Regions from separate parts of the Rattus norvegicus genome. Here region 2 is linked to region 1. The links are chromatin contacts, called in public Hi-C maps. All regions are on one chromosome and are shown on one strand. Each heading gives the region's core, a stretch centred on a gene start, on an enhancer-like site or on the middle of the called end of the contact. The rest is flanking DNA. Distances are from core to core; before and after follow the strand shown. Region 1 holds the start of Osbpl1al (oxysterol binding protein-like 1A like). Region 2 overlaps Osbpl1a (oxysterol binding protein-like 1A).

Region 1 (5,227 bases), core at 1,363-3,862:
TTCCTGTAGCATTCTTCCTGGACTGGTAGTACCCACTCCTTTCTTTAGAAATACACAATTATTTATATATTGACCTTAGTCATTTCCTGAGCTCTGAGTCCATATGCCAGCTGCTTTTTTTTTTGTAATACTTTGTATATTTCTGTAAGAGGTAATTCAAAAACAATTTTGTCTAAAATTGAATTCTCCAATTCATAGAGTTATCACTGTAGTTGAGACCATGGCAATTATTTCTGGTTGACCCTTCTCCTCACCCCTTTTGACTAAATTCTCTCAGTCTGACATCATTTCCTTCCAGTCCCCTTCTCCATACCAACACATTCTCCCTGGCTGCTCTGGTAATGTTCCCAGGATAGCCCTAAGGACGAGTGCAGTGTCCTAATCCCAGGTTCCACCCTTCAAAACTAGGTTAGGTGCTCCTCCCCTCCTGGTTACCACATTGTATCATTGCTTACAGCACGCCAGAGCTCTTTAAAGGCGAGGCTCTTCAGTGTGTCTGTAGCATAAGGCTTGGCATGTTGTAGATGGTTAATAGAGGTCTGAATGGATGAACAATGACTGTACAAAAGAAAAAAGAAAGACAGCTTTTGAGTCACACCAGTCTACATATAAACTCTGCTGCTTCTGCTTTAAGCAGATGTGTACCTGTTTAGGAGTTCCACTTCCAACTCTGGAATCCGAGATACAAATGAGCAGGGTCACGTGAAGAGATCAGTGCAGTGCCCCTCCCCCATTCTAGTGTCCTTGTAAACTGCCTTCTAAAACAAAGTTCCTTTGTTGTTTATCCCTGCTGTGAGGACCTTCTGTAAGCTGAATTCTTTTTCTAGATCTCTGGGCTTGAAGGGGAAATTTTGTAGCCAGGGCCTCCTCTTCATGGCCAAGTGTTCTCAGTTATTAATCTATAATTTTCAAAGACACTGTGAAACTTTCCAGACATGGATTCCAAGTTTTCTGACTGAGCTGTGTGCGCCTACAAATAGCTGGCCACCGATCTAAAGGAACACGAGGTTCTCTGGGACTTGTTAAATAAACACCAGTTTTGTGGATCGCAGCCCTGCTGGGTAAACTGCTCGTCTGGGTAGAGAACAGGTGTGTACATTTTACAAGTTAGTTTCCTTTTGTTTCTCCACCAGAGCCTCAGTTACCCAGAAGTCTCATTAGCATGGCCGAAGTGTGTATTTGTGTGGGGGAAAGTCGGCCCCTGCAGTCCTTGTCTATCCTTCAAGGCTGCTCAGAATGAGAAGCCATCTCTCTTAAGTGGTTAGCAGAGCAGAATGTTTGACTCTGCTCAGCTTCAGCTCATACCCACTGGGGTGTAAGTAAGTAATGTAGACTCGCTCTGCTTTAGGGATAGTGAGCCCTTCTGCAGCAGCCAAGACTGCAAAGAGCATGCCTTTCGCCTTAGTGAGTTTCCTCAGCAGCAGAGTGCTGGCCGTTTAAAAGTTGTCAAGGAGAGGGCTTGAGCACAAGGCCACTCTAGGACCTTGCAGGAGCCTGTGTGCGCCGCTCACGCTATGAGCCAGGATCCCTTACTTCTCTCCTTGGAGAATCTCAGCGGCTTAGAGGCTGTGGGCAGGCTCTCCGCGGCAGCGGTCCCTACCTGAGCTTCCCGGAGTCGACACACCAGGGAAGAGGAGGAGGGACTGTGACCACAAGGAAGGGAACCGCCTGCTGTAGGCTGCAGGCCACACAGCCCGCCGGCTCGCCGGCTCAGCTCTACCGGCTGGGACTCTGCGGGCGGGTGAGCCCTGGAGGGCGGGTCTGAGGCCGAGCCCAGCGGCCAGGGCGAGGGGCAGCGCCGACCTCTGTGGTCAAGCAGCGGAGAACTGGGCCACCGGCTGAGCCTCTGTTCGACCTCAACCGCTGCTGGGAAGGCGGGCGCAGCTGCCGGACCAGGGGCGGGCCGCAGAGGTGACTTAGGGAGACCTTGCGGTACTGCCCTGGGTCGTGCCTCACCGATCAGATTGTCTGGAGGGAAGGAGAGCAGGCCGAAAACATCTGTGCTGAAGCTTGCGGAGGAGCTGGGGTGCAGCGCACCAGCCTGGGTCTTCAAGACCCAGCCCAGGTGGGTGGGTTTGTGTGCTTGTTCAGCCCTTCCCTGGAAGCTCTGGTGGATGGGGGCTGGGGTGCCGCCCTCGCACAAGGCAAGAAAGGGGGGAACAGCCAGATGTGATCCAGGGATGTGAGTTGATCCAAGAATAGTTGGACGGGTTTGTGCGGACCCCAATGGAGCCTTTACTGCCTGGGGCGGGGTGATGTAGCCACGAGACCCAGTGTCCCCTTTCCTCTGCCAGTGGGGAGGGCTGGGGTGGGTTCTCTGCCTGGTGTTTGTCCCTTGGATTCCTAGAAGAGCCCCCTGGGAACAGCCCTTGGCTGTTGTCTCACATTCATATGTTAGTATTAGGTCAAGCCTGGCTGGAGTGGGAGGAGTAAGGCTGGGACAGACAATTGTCCTAAATAACCTTCCAAGTTGGTGATTTTTTTCCTGTCTCTCTGACATTGACATGAACTTAACCAGGGCAGTTTCAGAGATTGCTGAAATTCCTAGAGCCAGCGGAAGTACATGGGCGGATTGAGGAGAGAGAAGTCTTGTGTATAGCGGGGGCTTTCATTTTCGAACGTTTTGATGAAGGGTTTTTCATTACCCAGACGCTGTCTTTGTAGCTTAAGCTCGCTGGCATCTCGCTCCCTGGCATTCCGAGGATCTGGTTTTCAGTTGGGCTGGATTTTTTTTCTTTGGAGGGAAATGGTCCGGAGAGAAAGATGGGAGGGTAGAGCTGGTATAGCTCTTAAGAGTTATAGAAGCTATTAAAAGTTTCTTCACTTTAATTAGATTCAAAGGCGGCATTTGGCTCATGAAGGCATTGCTTGGCAGAAAGCAGTGTGAAAAGAGAAAAATGCTTGCAATTCGTGTTGGTGGACAAAGTGCAGGGTAGATGATGGGGGCAGAGTGTAAAGTCTCCATTCCACAGGATGGAGCTTCACAGGCAATGTTTGATCAGGTCAGTTTTGGTCTGGTAAGTGTTCAGTCTCGATGTAAGGACTGAGCAGTTATCTCAGCTTATGTCTCCATGTTACTTTTGCCAGGATTGGACGTAAAGGAAGTTGAATCCTTGTGAATACAGTTGCTAGACTGCAGTGCTCTTCTTTAGGGGCCTTTTATAGATTAATTTTCAAGAATTTCATTGATGGTAAAAATGACCCACATAGTATTTTTGCTCAGTTCTTTCTTCACTGTACAAAATGGGAGAATATAACTCAGTTATTTCACAATAAAATGAAGTGCATTACTCACACATACGATAGTTTATAAAAGCACATTTAAAATAGGATGTATAAACTGATGAGTTCTTAATACTCTGGTGGCTCATACCTTTTATCTCAGTACTCTGGAGAGAGTCCTACAGGATCCAGAGGCTGAAGATTTTTTACAGAAGCAACAAGTCAAAAGCAAGCAAAAGGGTGAATGTTAGCAGAGTTAACGGCTGGAACAGAGTCAGGAGAGGACAAGCAAGGTCTCTCCTAAGGACTTTGTGGAATGTGCTTAAAGAGTTTTAAACCTAGGCTAGAAGTTAATGTCACTGAAAGACTTTTACCCAAGGAGAAATTTGATCAGATTTGTTATTTAGGAGAATTGGAGGACAGGCCTGCAATCAGGACATCAAGGGACAGGGATACAAGAGACAGAATAGGACTAAGTCAGGTTTGTTACATAAGCAGAGGAAGTTACAGAGCAGAGGCATTTCATAAAGCCTAAGTTGGATTGATGTGAGGCATCAAGGGGAAGGTGGAGTCCAGCTGACTCCCAGCTTTCTGGTACAAATTACTGCATAGGTAGGGAATAGGAATGTGGGAAGGTGAGTTAGCTCTGATTTTGACATGTTGACACACCCTTCCTTGTCCTATGAAAGCTGAGGAATCATTGGTACTTCCCCCAACATCCTTCATTCTCAGAGGCCCAAAAGTGAGGAATACCACAGACATGAAGTTTGAAATCAAAGGAACAACAGTGACATGTAGACAGCAAATATGAGGAAAGGAGAGAACAGGGAGGACACCAAGAGAAGTCAGCCTGACAGCAGGGGAGAGCCCCAAAGCAGGCGAGGCCAGGAGCCAGGGTGTAGAGGAGTACAGGTGAGGACTGTCTGTAGCCTCAGCTGCTGGAGCCAGGCGGCCAGTGGGCTCTTGAGTGTGAGGACGTTTATGCTCACTTAGGAAGAAGCCAGACCACAGCCAGCAGAACAGTGGACAGACAGAGAGAGCAAGGTTGTAGAAATTATAGCTGTAGACTGATTATCTCTGGTTCGTGATCTACAAATCCTGACAGTTGTGCTCTGTTCTAGTCCTTATGTTTAGGATTTCTTTTTCTTGTCCATAATTTCCTGGTAAGGGCTTTCAGGGCAATGTTGGATAGATGGTGTGATAGTGAATCCACATTTTCCCCAAGATTTAAAACAAACGATGGTAACCTCTACAAATTAACTAAAAAAATAGTTAATAATTATCATTTACCATACTGATGATGTTCACATTTCATTCTTATATCTTTTTTTTTTTTAAGATTTATTTATTTATACACTATAGCTGTCTGCAGACACACCAGAAGAGGGCATTCATCCCATTGCAGATGGTTGTGAGCCACCATGTGGTTGCTGGGATTTGAACTCAGGACCTCTGGAAGAGCAGTCAGTGGCCTTAACTGCTGAGCCATCTCTCCAGCCCCCTCTTCTATCTTTTAAAGTCAGGAACAATGCTAAACTTTGGATTTTACCTTCTTTTTATAAGTGAGAATGGCTTGCAACTTTTTAGTCTTCATCAGATGTGAAGGTTATTCTAATGTCATAAGGTCAGTTTGGTAGTATTCACTCTGCTATGTTCCTACAGCTTGTGTAAAATTGATCTAGTCTTTGAAGTTTAGTAGAAAAATTTTAACAAAACTATCCTTTATAAGTTTTGTGAACTACTATTTAAACATATTAACTAATTATAGGACCACTTTGGTTTTCTATTTCTTTTAGCATTAGCTTTGGCAAGTTATGTATTTCTAAGGACATCCCCTTCCCATTAAAGTCTGTTATGAAGTTTCTTGTTATGAAGGTTTCATTAGAACTCCTTTATTGTCTTTTAAATTTATTTTGGATATATAGCTATGCTCTATTTTTAATATATATTCTTAGAGTATTTATGAAAGCATTTCCCCCTTTCTTCAAATTAATCTGTAACCATC
Region 2 (5,008 bases), core at 1,058-3,557, 51 kb before region 1:
CACTTTTGTGGCACCGATGTGGATGACGGCAAACCCCTCTGTTGCTGATGTCATCACAGAGTCATCGCTTAGGTGTCGTTTTTGTCCCCTCACTCTGCTTGTCACTTGTGGCACAGTAGCAGACAGAAGCAGCATAGGGAAGGGAAGATGTCCTTTGCTCTCAGTGTGAAAGGCTAAAATCCAGTATGACAGGAAGGCATGCAGGTGGCTCCGTGGTGCTGGGAGCATGTGATAGGATTGTTCTTTTACTGTGGAGGCACAGGAAGCAGAGACAGGGCCAGAAGTAGGGCTGGGTTATGAAACTCAAGACCCATTTCACCTATCCATTTGCTTTGCAAGGTCCCACCTCTCAAATGTTCATGGCCCCCAAAACACAGACAGCAGCTGGGTACCAAATGTTCAGATACGAGAGACTGGGGGAACATTTCACATCCAAGCTGTAGCATTTACTTTATGACTATTAAAATCTTCACTTATAAAAGAACATAGCAGGTTAAAAATACATTTTCAGTGCATAACAAAATGAGAAGTAGAAAATTCAGACACAAGGCAGCCTGGCTTAGATAAGCTGCTGCAGTGAGATAATGAGAGACAGGAGAAGGCAGGGACACTGCTGTCCGGACTTGTGCATCAGTATGTCCACACAGCAGATTTCTGTCTTACTTCAGCTTCCACAGGACCCCACTGTGCTGTAATACCAACACTCAGTTCTTGATGGATTGGTTTAATTGCTATAAACACCAGAGATTTAATTGCATTTAAGAAGATGTATGAGCCTTTGATAGTGCAGAGAAAATTCTCCACTACAGTTTAAAACAAAACCACTCCCCTGCTTAGGTAATGGGATTAGCCTTTGAATGGTCCAGGCTTTGCTGTAAGGCTAGACCAGGTAACTTCTACTTTACACATAAGGTCTGAAAATAACAGCTGTGCCTTCACACATATCCTGTTCCTCTTTCTTGCAATTCAGAGAAGGGCAATACAACTTTGTATTTAAGGGTGTTAACTTTGTAACTGTAGTTGTTAGTAATTTTATTCATGTGAAACCCACTGTCTTGCTTGTAACAATTTTCTAATCAATTGAAATCTTCTTGCTTATTCTGTAGTTCTAAAAATAGTGACTGTTAGGTACCTATATTAGAGAATCGTTATCAATACATACTGCACATATTGGTGGGTTTGGAGTGCACTAGTCACATCCAGCTACCTTCTCGCTGATCTTTGGGGTGACATTTTTGTCCCACGTCTATAGATCAGTGCTTTCCCTTGAACTCACAGATTTCACTGAGTAACCAGATCCTCACTTACCTTCTCCCAGGCATTGTAGCAGCATAAGGACTTGTGGCTCATATTGGCTTTGGCCTTTGCTCTTTAACACATTGTGAGGTAACTGTTTCTGATCCTGTCCTGTCATTCTACTTTCTCATGGGAACCCAGGGCTGAGCTTTTCCTGATACACTGAAAGTTGGGTTAGTCTAACAGGTGGACATTTAATAGGGTGATTGCAAAGACATGCTCTAAGGCCCCTCCAAACCCAAGCTGTGAAGGCAAAGGCTTAGAGACTTCACAGGTAATGTCGTTTGTCAGCTCCTGTGCTCCTAGCCTGAGAAATAGAGGATAGAGGCTTAATTGAGTGATTCTGTTCTGATGAGATCACTTTCTCCAGATATAATGCCACTTGTAGACATCATTAAGTCGCCATTTGCTGACTCCAGACGTGCTGGGGACAGTTCACCATGATGGTAGGCAGACCAGAAGCCAGACAACCAGATAGCATGCAGAGACAGGAACTAGAGATATGCATAAGGAATCCACACCTAAGTATCTAAAGTGATGGTGTTTAGAGAGACGGTCTTAGCTAATGGGCTGGGTACAGCAGAGTGTATCTTTGAGCCCTCTGCAGGGTCCAAGGGGCGAGTTGCCTGGAAACATGCAGCGAGTTTCCCATGACAAAGGGTGTTCTGTGTTCTGTCAGGCTCTAGTGAGGACTAGCTCCTCTCTCTCTCTCTCTCTCTCTCTCTCTCTCTCTCTCTCTCTCTCTCTCTCTGTGTGTGTGTCTTTCTGATTCGTAGACTATAGAAAGGTTTAGGAGTAATTACACGAATACTTGTGTGCCTTTTGCCTTTTGCTTAGATTATGCATATAAACATCTTGCCTCTAGTTTATCTTTTAAATATTATTTGATGCTGAGTTGGTTCTAATTGTTGTTGTTGAACCACGAGAAAGACATTTGCATACCGAGTGACATCATTGCCTCTGAACACTTGAGGTGTCTCCACAGTAGCATGTCCCACAGAATCAACTAAGGAAGGCTGTGGGGGCTCAGAGAAACTGAAACGGCAAACATGGGTCCTGTGTGGTTCTGACCTAGGCCTTCTGTTATGGTTGTGTACAACACTGTGGTAGGATCTTGGTGTTCTTGTGGGACTCCTAACAGTGGGAGTAGGGGTGTCTTTGACTCTTTTGGCTTTGCTTGGGACCCTTCCCATCATACTGGGTTGCTCTGTGCAGCCTTCACATGAGGATTTGTGCATAGTCTTCTTGTACCACCATGGTGTTGTTCCTCCTCCTCTTCCTCCTCTTCCTCCTCTTCCTCCTCTTCCTCTTCTTCCTCCTCTTCCTCTTCTTCCTCCTCCTCTTCCTCCTCCTTCTCCTCCTCCTCCTCCTCCTCCAGTGGAGAATTGGATCTCCGGGAGAAGGAGGTGGGAGAGGGACCAGGAGGAATTGGAGGGAAGGGAAACTACATTCAGGATGTACTGTGTGAAGTAATAACAATAATAAACAAATGGGTGTTTTCTTATAGAATCACAATGAAACCCCACACTCTCTGTGGGTTTTTGCTTTCAGAATCTTAAAATCCTAGAACTGTGAACTCTAAAATACAAGGCTATCCAAATGCCTTTTACGAGTGGAGTTTACAGGTTGCCTACCATATACCTTTAAAGTGTACAGAAATTATTTTATTATGAGCTATTTATATAGGTCCATTTTCAGACATACAATTTTTTAAAAAAATTTTCCTCCCATTCTGGAAGCTGCCTTTTTCCTTAAAAAGTTCAGTTTGGGGGCTGGGGATTTAGCTCAGTGGTGGAGCGCTTACCTAGGAAGCGCAAGGCCCTGGGTTCGGTCCCCAGCTCAAAAAAAAAAAAAAAAGTTCAGTTTGATTGGACATGTCGTTGTTTGATTGATGAGTACCCATTGCTCTGCTTCCCACCCTCCTTTGTTCTTCTGTTTTTGCTATTCCTAGTCTGATGTCACAGAGATATTCCGTCTTAAGAGTCTTGGCTCTTATAAGCCTGCTCGCCACTTTGAGTTGAAGTTGCATTGCTCTGAGGGGTCCTTCCCTGTAAGAACCAGTTGTCCCAGTACTTTTGTGTAGAATCTTCCTCTGTCCTCAGTGGACGGCACTGATAGCCCCGTGGGAAGATCAGTCTATCGTCTCTACAGCGTGCATGGTACCCGCGCAGTGTGATGCTGTGTAAGCAGACGTGTCGTACTCCGGAAGCACTAGCCAGGACGGGGCTCAGGACGGGGCTCAGGACAGGCTCTTCGTATTCTGTTTCATTTAAACCTGAGATAGGACCCATGAGCGCCAAAGGCTGACTCTGTGATAATCAACATCAGAAAATACGGCCTAATAGACAGATTGAGGGGCTGCAGAGACGTCTCAGCAGCCAAGGGCACTGCTGTTCTTACAGAAGACCCAAGTCTATCCCAGCACCCACACGGTATAGGCGTGTGTGTGTGTGTGTGTGTGTGTGTGTGTGTGTGTGTGTGTGTGTGTGTACATATTGCAGGTAAAACACTCATGCATGAATAATAAAGTACACACTGAACATCCCCAACTGGAATCGACGTGGCTCCACATTCCAAAGCTTCTGAACGCCACGATGCCTAAAAAGTGAAGGGCCTTTGAGTATTTCTAATTTTGGATTAGGAAGACTTTACTGGTAAAGTTTGCAAATATTCCAAAATCTAGAAAACAAAACAAACACACAAAAATCTCTGAAATTTTAAACCCCAAAAGTTTACAATTTTTTTTAAAACTCAAAACACTTTATTTAAATTCAGGAATTTTAGATAAGGATCACTCAGCCTTTTGTAATATATTGTACATTTCATATACATATTTTATCAGCTGTCCACGTGACATCTCCCAATCTAGATCTAATGCATAATTTCACATTGTGCTTGTCGTCTCTCCCAGTCGCTGTTGTTTGAGACGCCATGCCAGCTCTGCTTTATGTAATGCCTGTACTGAAGAGGAGTAGCTATGACTAAGGAAGGGAATGCGGCCTCAAGTTTGCAGCCTGCTTGGTCTTTCTTTATAGTGAGTTCCAGGCCTGCAGAGCACCACAGTGAGACTTGTACCTCAGCAACCGTGTGTGTATGAGGAGGGGTTGTTGGAAAGACAGGTGTGCCCTTCAGTTGAATGCTCTCCAGTGTGCATTTTTGGTCCATGTGATTACATATAGGACATGTAATGGGTGGAGCACTAAGTCGGGGAGCTCGTCTCTTGGGTTACTGCATGGTATCAGAAAACACATGAGTAATTTGAGCTCTTATGGACACAGTGGACACAGACTAACCTGGACATCAAAAGTTCATAATTCTTTATGCTAAACCTTTTTTTAAAAATATTTATTTATTTTTTTATATGTGAGATTGCTGCCACTTTCTTGAGAAGCAGCAGAAGAGGGCATCAGATCTCATTACAGATGGTTGTGAGCCACCATGTGGATGCTGAGAATTGAACTCAGGACCTCTGGAAGAGCAGTCAGTACTCTTAACCACTGAGCCACCTCTCCAGTCCCTATGCTAAGTCTTATAATGAATAAATTGAATAAATTCCTAGTGTCTTTAAATCGAACTCCCAAATCTAACAGTATTTGAGTTTCGGTTCAAACATTTGTCTTTTTCTACACTGTGATCAACTTATTCTTTGTGTTTTTTTAAAAGTATTTACTTTTATTTATGAGTCCGTGTGTGTGTGTGTGTGTGTGTGTGT

Evidence for each region. A called contact is a pair of places that touch in the nucleus more often than the background predicts.
Region 2: a Hi-C map of Schwann cells shows a contact between it and region 1, with 1.8 times the contacts expected there. The contact joins the enhancer-like site here to the promoter of Osbpl1al in region 1. A contact is called at or near these places in 3 of 12 Hi-C or Micro-C datasets (Schwann cells, frontal cortex and prefrontal cortex).

The regions. Positions count from the first base shown.
Region 1 is chr18:4,283,821-4,289,047 of GRCr8, reverse strand. Osbpl1al (oxysterol binding protein-like 1A like) reads right to left here and starts at 2,612. Exons shown (of 3, transcript XM_039097409.2): 1 at 646-2,612; 2 at 456-558. The coding sequence starts at 2,506. The coding sequence ends at 1,508. All of the region lies in intron 15 of Osbpl1a (oxysterol binding protein-like 1A), which reads left to right.
Region 2 is chr18:4,334,715-4,339,722 of GRCr8, reverse strand. The region is part of intron 5 of Osbpl1a (oxysterol binding protein-like 1A); the gene reads left to right. Among named protein-coding and RNA genes, the nearest start is that of Osbpl1a, 32 kb to the left of the region's middle. Within about 2 kb of position 2,307, at least 25 of the 93 cell types and tissues checked have an H3K27ac peak or open chromatin away from gene starts, as enhancers often do. A contact at or near this core is called in Schwann cells, where this site is marked.